Regions from separate parts of the Mus musculus genome. Here region 2 is linked to region 1. A link is a contact called in public promoter capture Hi-C data. All regions are on one chromosome and are shown on one strand. The core of a region is the stretch at or near the end of the contact, and the rest is flanking DNA. Distances in the headings are between cores, read along the strand shown. Region 1 has its middle 7.0 kb from the start of Gm26046. Region 2 overlaps Uhrf2 (ubiquitin-like, containing PHD and RING finger domains 2).

Region 1 (3,403 bases), core at 623-3,122:
GGCAATCATCTGAGGTGTCTGGGGTTTCCCTGGTGCCCTTTGTCACATGACTCATCTAGATGTAACACATTCAAGATGTTTAGTGGAGCACTGTCTCGGCCACTGTTTGTTGACTCCCTTTAGATTTCTCTCATATATGTTTATATTTTAGGAAGTTTCTACTGTTGTAGGCTACCATCTGGCCCCCAGATAACCCTCAGTCTTGCTTGTCGCTCCCCATATTCCCTCCTTTATGCCCCACATCTTTAGTTACTGTTGCTGTGAAGAGACACCATAACCAAAGCAACTCTTATTTTTAAAAAAGCATTTACCTGGAGGCTTGCTTACAGTTTTTGAGGGCTAGTCCAAGATCATCATGGCAAGAAACAGACAGGCATGGCTGATCTGCAGGCAGCAGGATGAGAGATAGAGACTGGGCCTGGCATGGGTTTTTGAAATCTCAAAGCCCACTACCCAGTCACACACCTCCTCCAACAAGGCCACACCTCCTCCAACAAGGCCACACCTCCCAATCCTTCCCACACAGTTCCACTAACTGTAGACCAAGCATTCAAACCTAAGAGTCTATGGCGGTCATTCTCATCCAAACCACCAAACCTCCTTTTCCCCTCCCCTTCCCCATTTAATCCTCACACTCCAGCTCCTATCCTGTCTTTTCACAACTTTTTCCTTCCTTGAAAGATCCTCTTCTCCCCCACCCCCACCAGTTCCTTAGTAAATATCTAACTTCTGTGCTACTGTACACCCTAGCATGCATATCAAAGGCTGCCAAGCCTACATCCACATATAAGAGAAAACCTGCAGCATGTGTCTCTTTAGGTCTCAGTTCACCTCACTCAGGATGATTCTTTTTCCACAACTCCATCTGGCCACCTGCAAATTTCGTAATTTTTTTTTAAACAGCTGAGTAATATTCCGTTTTGTAAATGGACCACATGTTCATTATCCATCACTCATCCCAACCTCCGTATGTCATCAGTTGACGGGCATCTAGGTTGTTTCCTGTTTCTGGCTAAACTAGCAAAAACACATGGATGGACAAGCATCTCTGTAGCAGGATGTAGAGTCCTTTGGGTATATGCCCGAGTAGATCTATTCCCAGCTTTCCAAGGGCCTGCCACGCTGATCACCACAGGGCTGTACAAGTTTGTGCTCCCACCACCAAGTGTTCCCCCTTCCTCACACCTCTCCAGCATGAGCTGTCGTTTGTGTTATTGATCTTAGCCATTCTGACAGGTTGGAGATGGAATCTCAGAGTTCTTTGCATTTGCATTTCCCTGACTACGGATTTGAACATTGCTTTAAGTGTCTCTCTGCTATGCATGTTTCATCTTTTGAGAACTCTCTGATTAATTCCGTATCCCATTTTTCAAATTGTGTATTTTACAAATCTGATTACTTCTTTTGAAAATGACCAAGTTACGATAATTGTATTTAGCCATCTATTTAGATCTACTCCACTAAAAGCAACTACCACATAATAGTTTCTCCAGGGTGGGAATAACTGGAATACCAGTTTGGATAGTTACAGGCCAGGGGTGCAGATACAGATTATAAATACGGATTTATCTCAGATAAACTGGAGTGACTCAGTATGAGAAGAGTTTACACTGCCACCCAGTGGAGTGTTTAGGGAAAAGACATGTGCCCTTCAATATATTTTAACTAAGCAATCTAGTCAATAGAAATAGATCCCTCTATTCAACCAAGACAAAACAAAACAAAACTGGCCAGGATCTATAAAACACTTTGCTATATAGTGGATCATAGTGGATATACCATTGAATTAAAAGTCTAATGTCTGAGTGCTAGCTTTGAGGTGCCCTGTTCCTAGCCACATGATTTTGAGATGAGTCCTTCCTGTTCCTGCTCTTAGCTTGTGAACATTTGTGAAGTGAAACAGCTACATCACGTTAGTGTTTCTGAAGCAACAGGCTTAGCACACTAATCCTAGTGCCATGGGTTGTTTTTAGACTTTGAAATATCTGATTATAACAACAAAATCGGTATATTACAAGTTCTGATGAAACCTTTGCTTCGGTAAAATGTATGTATGAGTGTGCATGTGTGCTTCTTGGGACCCCATGTAAATGTGCTCATTTCCATAGGATCTATAGAAATAAGGGAGTAAACAAATGCTCTCAGGCTACAGTTCTACAATCCCAGGATTGTGTGAAATGTGAGTGATGCCAATTTGCATTTGCCAGATTTACAGAGAGACGGCTGGCAGACCGTTTGCTGATGGGTGGATGCTATCTTTTACTTTTCTCTTCTAAAACGAAAAAGGCTGCAGTTGAACAGATGGTAATATTTGCCTGTTTTCTTTTACTTGTCCAGAGGTGATTGCCCATCTGGAAATTCAATGTTTCTCAAAACAGTGTGTAGGGCTGTAGGGGGAGGTGCTGATACTGAAGTCTGGCTCCCTAATTGGTTCTTGATTTGGTCAATAAAGGAGGCCAGGAGCCAGTTGCTGGCAGAAGGGACAGGAGGGACTTCCGGGTCCCTGGAGGAAAAAGAGACACAGGGAAAGAGAAGGGCTTTACAGCTAGGCCTTGGACGGAGAAGAATGAAACAGTCATGTAGTAACTCCAGGAAGTTAGAACCAGCGGCCGCTGCAGGTAGCCAAGGAAGTCAGCAGAGGCAAGCTGGTACAGGCGAGCTGAAAAGTTTAAGGCAGGAGATTCTGTGCCTAGCAATTTGTGCTAGCTGACAATTTCTAAAATAATAAAGTTATCTGAGTGTTTTTCATCCTTGGAGCAAAGGTGTGGAGAGAGAGATAAAGAGAGAGAAGGAGGGGGGGAGGGAGGGAGAGAGAGAGAGAGAGAGAGAGAGGGAGAGAGAGAGAGAGAGGAAGAGAGAGAGAGAGAGAGAATGGGATGGTTATGGCAGCTTGGTGAAGTGAAGCTGAGAGGAGCCAGAGAGCGTGGGCAACAGTTTCAGGCCTGTAATCCCAGGCAAAATTATAAACCGAGAGGAACAAAAGAGATGCCGAGAGTGATCCAGTGATGGGAGTGGGCCTTGTGTCACCCTATCTCAGAGCTAAGCAAGGAGGAGCCAGAGCGCCTGCCACCGTTCTGGGCAAAGGCAGGGACGTGTTTTTATTATTACCCAAAACACAGGGCCAACTCAATCAGACGCACCTGGAATGCCCCTTAAAGTGCATTCTTCAACCTCCCCCACTGCTAGGACTAACAAATCGGAACACAGCCCCTCAAGCTGCGGGGTCCTCAAGCATCCTAGGTGTTTTTTACAGATCCTAAAGTTCGAGTAGTATTTTTCATGTTCAGAATGTTGTTGCCCAGGCTGGCCTTAGACTCACTAGGTAGCCAAGGATGACCTTGAATCTGATCTTCCTGCCTCCACCTTCCGAGACCATGGATTGGAAGCATGATCTACCTTACCT
Region 2 (3,403 bases), core at 228-2,727, 110 kb after region 1:
TTATTCAGATGAGATTCATCAGCTGGAAACTGAGCAGAAGCATAAAAGTATATCTGCTATGATGGGTTAGTGGTAATGTGCTGAGGCCAGAAATATGTGGAGAGCTTTAAATGTGAGCATTAGTGCAAAGTCATGCCTTTCCTCTAAAATAGCTATCAATGAAGGTGAAGAGGTAGAATGTATCCCTTTAAATATAACTTGTAGGTGATGGAAAATTAAGTTCTATTTAGTTTTCTAAAAATCATCTTCCATCCCCTAATTTTGGAGATGAGAAATTTGGTGCTCAATATTTTGTTTTAAGATGCGAGCCATAATTTTCATCTTGTATATTTGAATATCAGTTCTATATGTGATCCTTGCTTCATGCCTAGTGTTTCTCTCTCTCTCTCTCTCTCTTGTAATTTTTTAAGCCACCAACATAGTATGTGAAAATTTTCTTCTATTAGATCTGAAACTGAAATAGTCAAATTATAAAGTGGAGCATTGTAACAGTTGAGGCTGTAAGGCTTCAAGTAGAATTTGAGATTTCAATTATATTTTGCCCTTTGAATTCTGAAAGTGTATATTTTGCTTCATGTAAATTAAATGTGGAGAAAGCAAGCATTAAAAACCCCTCCCCTCCCTGTAAACTTTCTTCTAGATCTGGAGTTTCTCCCCTGTAAAATTTAAATCGACATTGTTTCTCTTCCTCCCTCCCCAGTACCCAGCAGGTTACCCCTCGGAAAAGGAAGGCAAGAAGACCAAGGGGCAGTCAAAGAAGCAGGGCAGTGAGGCCACCAAAAGGCCAGCTTCAGATGGCAAGTAGCGACTGCGGGCATCTAGACTGATAACACACTTGGATAAAGAGAAATAGAGAATAAATTGAGGAGGGCATAAGCAATTATATAAAAGGATTTTGTTGGGGGGTGGTGTTTGTCTCTTTAATAGAGTCAGAGCCACATCAACAGCAAGTGTAGGAAGTGTCTGTCTTAGGGTTTTACTGCTGTGAAGAGGCACCATGACCAAGGCAACTCTTATAAGGACAACATTTAATTGGGGCTGGCTTACAGGTTCAGAGGTTCAGTCCATTATCATCAAGGTGGGAATATGGCAGCGTCCAGGCAGGCATGGTGCAGCAGCAGGAGCTGAGAGTTCTACTTCTTCATCTGGAGGCTGCTAGCGGAATACTGGCTTCCAGGCAACTAGGGTGAGGGTCTTAGAGCCTACAGACACAGTGACACACCTACTCCAACAAGGCCACACCTTCTAATAGTGCCACTCCCTGGGCCGAGCATATACAAACCATCACAGAATCCTAGACTCCGGGAGGCGACTACATGTGGTCTGAGCATTACTGGCACCAGTGAACCTTTGTGTGGTTTCTAAGAACTGTGAGGGTCTAATGACATATTTTATAAATTAACCTAGATGAGTGTCCAGGTGACTCCAAAGTGCTGAAGGCATCAGATTCAACAGATGCTGTAGAGGCTTTCCAGCTCACGCCTCAGCAGCAGCGCCTGATCAGAGAAGACTGTCAGAACCAGAAGCTGTGGGATGAAGTACTTGCATCTCTTGTAGAAGGACCGGTATATAATGCTTTTCTTAACTAATGATGCTCTGATACTAAAAATGGAAACTGATTTTCACAAGTCCAAACTTTATTTTATGTAGTTTTTCAATCTATCTACTTGACCTTTCAGAAATAACAGTCAATAAATTTAAACAGCTGTAAGTTTATTTTAAACTTCTTAGATGTTGATTTTAATCCTAAATTAACATACACTTAGGTGCTCTCTTTAGGAAGACTTTTCAGTTGTAAAACTCAGTCTAAAACTCAGCTGAAAGGTTTGGTTATATTATAGTTCAGAGATGAGATAATCTAATTATGTAAGTTTAAAATAGTTTATATGATTTTCAAACAAACTGTGTGTACAGCTGTGTGTATAGCTTTGAAGTAAAGTAAACCAGTTTGATCTATGTAAATATCATTGGGATTGGAGAGATGCTCTGTGGTTAGAGCTTGTAGTAGTCTTGCAGAAGACCCAAGTTTGATTACTAGCACCCCGTTTGGGCAGCTTACAACTGCATGTAATTCCATTTCTGCAGACTCCATCTCACACACACACACACATAAGAATATACAGGTAATTTTAATTTTTAAAGGTTTTTTTTTAATCTATATTTTAAAAAAATTAAAAATCTTTTTTTTTCAACCTCTTCTTGATTTTTAAGTTTTAAAGTAAAGCTGGGTCTGGTTTCACATGCCTTTAATCCCAGCACTCAAGAGACAGAGGTCTGTCTCTGAGTGTGAGGACAGTTTGGTCTACAATACACTGAGTTCCAGGACAGCCAGGACTACATAGAGGGACCTGGTTTTTGGTTTTGTTTTGTTGTTGTTATTGTTGATGCTGCTGCTGCTGCTGCTAATGTGTGGATTTCTCTCTCTCTTTTTTTTCTAATTTTTTAATTAATTAATTAATTATGTGTAAGTACACTGTAGCTGTCTTCAGACACTCCAGAAGAGAGCATCAGATTTTGTTCCGAAGAGAGCATCAGATTTTGTTCCGGATGGTTGTGAGCCACCATGTGGTTGCTGGGATTTGGAAGAGCTGTCGGCACTCTTAACCGCTGAGCCATCTCCCCAGCCCTAATGTGTGGATTTCACGTTAAGTTGTGCTCACCAAATGAAAAGGCTTCAGATGGGAGCCATTAGCTCACTTGATTTACTGCGTCTCCTGTTTTGTTGTTAATGAGATCTCTTTTGTGTATTATTTTTATTTCTTCCCTCCTAAAGCAGCATGACTTCACAGCTGCTGTGAGTCATCTGGATATAAGTTACATTTTCTCATCTCGTTCTTTTTCCTTCCACTGTTGCCTTTATTCTTCACTGCAACAGCTAAAACATCTCACATGATGTATGGGGCATCTGCCTCCATCGAGTGTGGAGGGTCTCCGTGTTTGTTTTGCATTTTTGGTTGAGAGATAGTTAACATTACTAAATTAAGCTTATTGGTCACTATTATTAAATTTAGCTATATCTGAAATTTACTGAAAAAATTACTAATTAAAAAAACATTTGCTTTGCTTGTAAATGTGCTATCTTGGGTTGGCCTTGGTAAAGTAAGGTGAGGCTTTGGTTGTTTGGTTGTTTGGTTGGTTGTTTGTTTTAATGGCCTGAGTGTAGTAGTTTTTTTCTATGAGGGTATTACTTACTTGCTTATTAGGCAAGTGACTCTGGATGGATGGATGGATGGATGGATGGATGGATGGATGGATGGATGGATGGATGGATGGATGGACATAAAGAGGATCTGTTAGGTCAGACTCTTCACGTAGGCCACACTAAGAAACATCAGTTGTTAATTATGACTTAGTTGAGCAGTTAGACTTGTTAGGAAGGACACAGCTGGTCAGTGGCAGACAA

The links. Capture Hi-C pulls out chosen DNA fragments and counts their contacts.
Region 2: a contact with region 1 is called in a promoter capture Hi-C map of pancreatic islet. A contact is called at or near these places in 2 of 484 Hi-C or Micro-C datasets (the NIH/3T3 cell line and group 2 innate lymphoid cells), 3 of 130 datasets of targeted methods (the NIH/3T3 cell line, bone marrow-derived macrophages and large pre-B cells) and 3 of 9 other capture datasets (adipose tissue, liver and pancreatic islet).

What each region holds. Positions count from the first base shown.
Region 1 is chr19:29,977,444-29,980,846 of GRCm38.p6, forward strand. No RefSeq gene overlaps it. Among named protein-coding and RNA genes, the nearest start is that of Gm26046, 7.0 kb to the right of the region's middle.
Region 2 is chr19:30,087,779-30,091,181 of GRCm38.p6, forward strand. Uhrf2 (ubiquitin-like, containing PHD and RING finger domains 2) reads left to right here. Exons shown (of 16, transcript NM_144873.2): 13 at 701-797; 14 at 1,408-1,565. Among named protein-coding and RNA genes, the nearest start is that of Uhrf2, 59 kb to the left of the region's middle.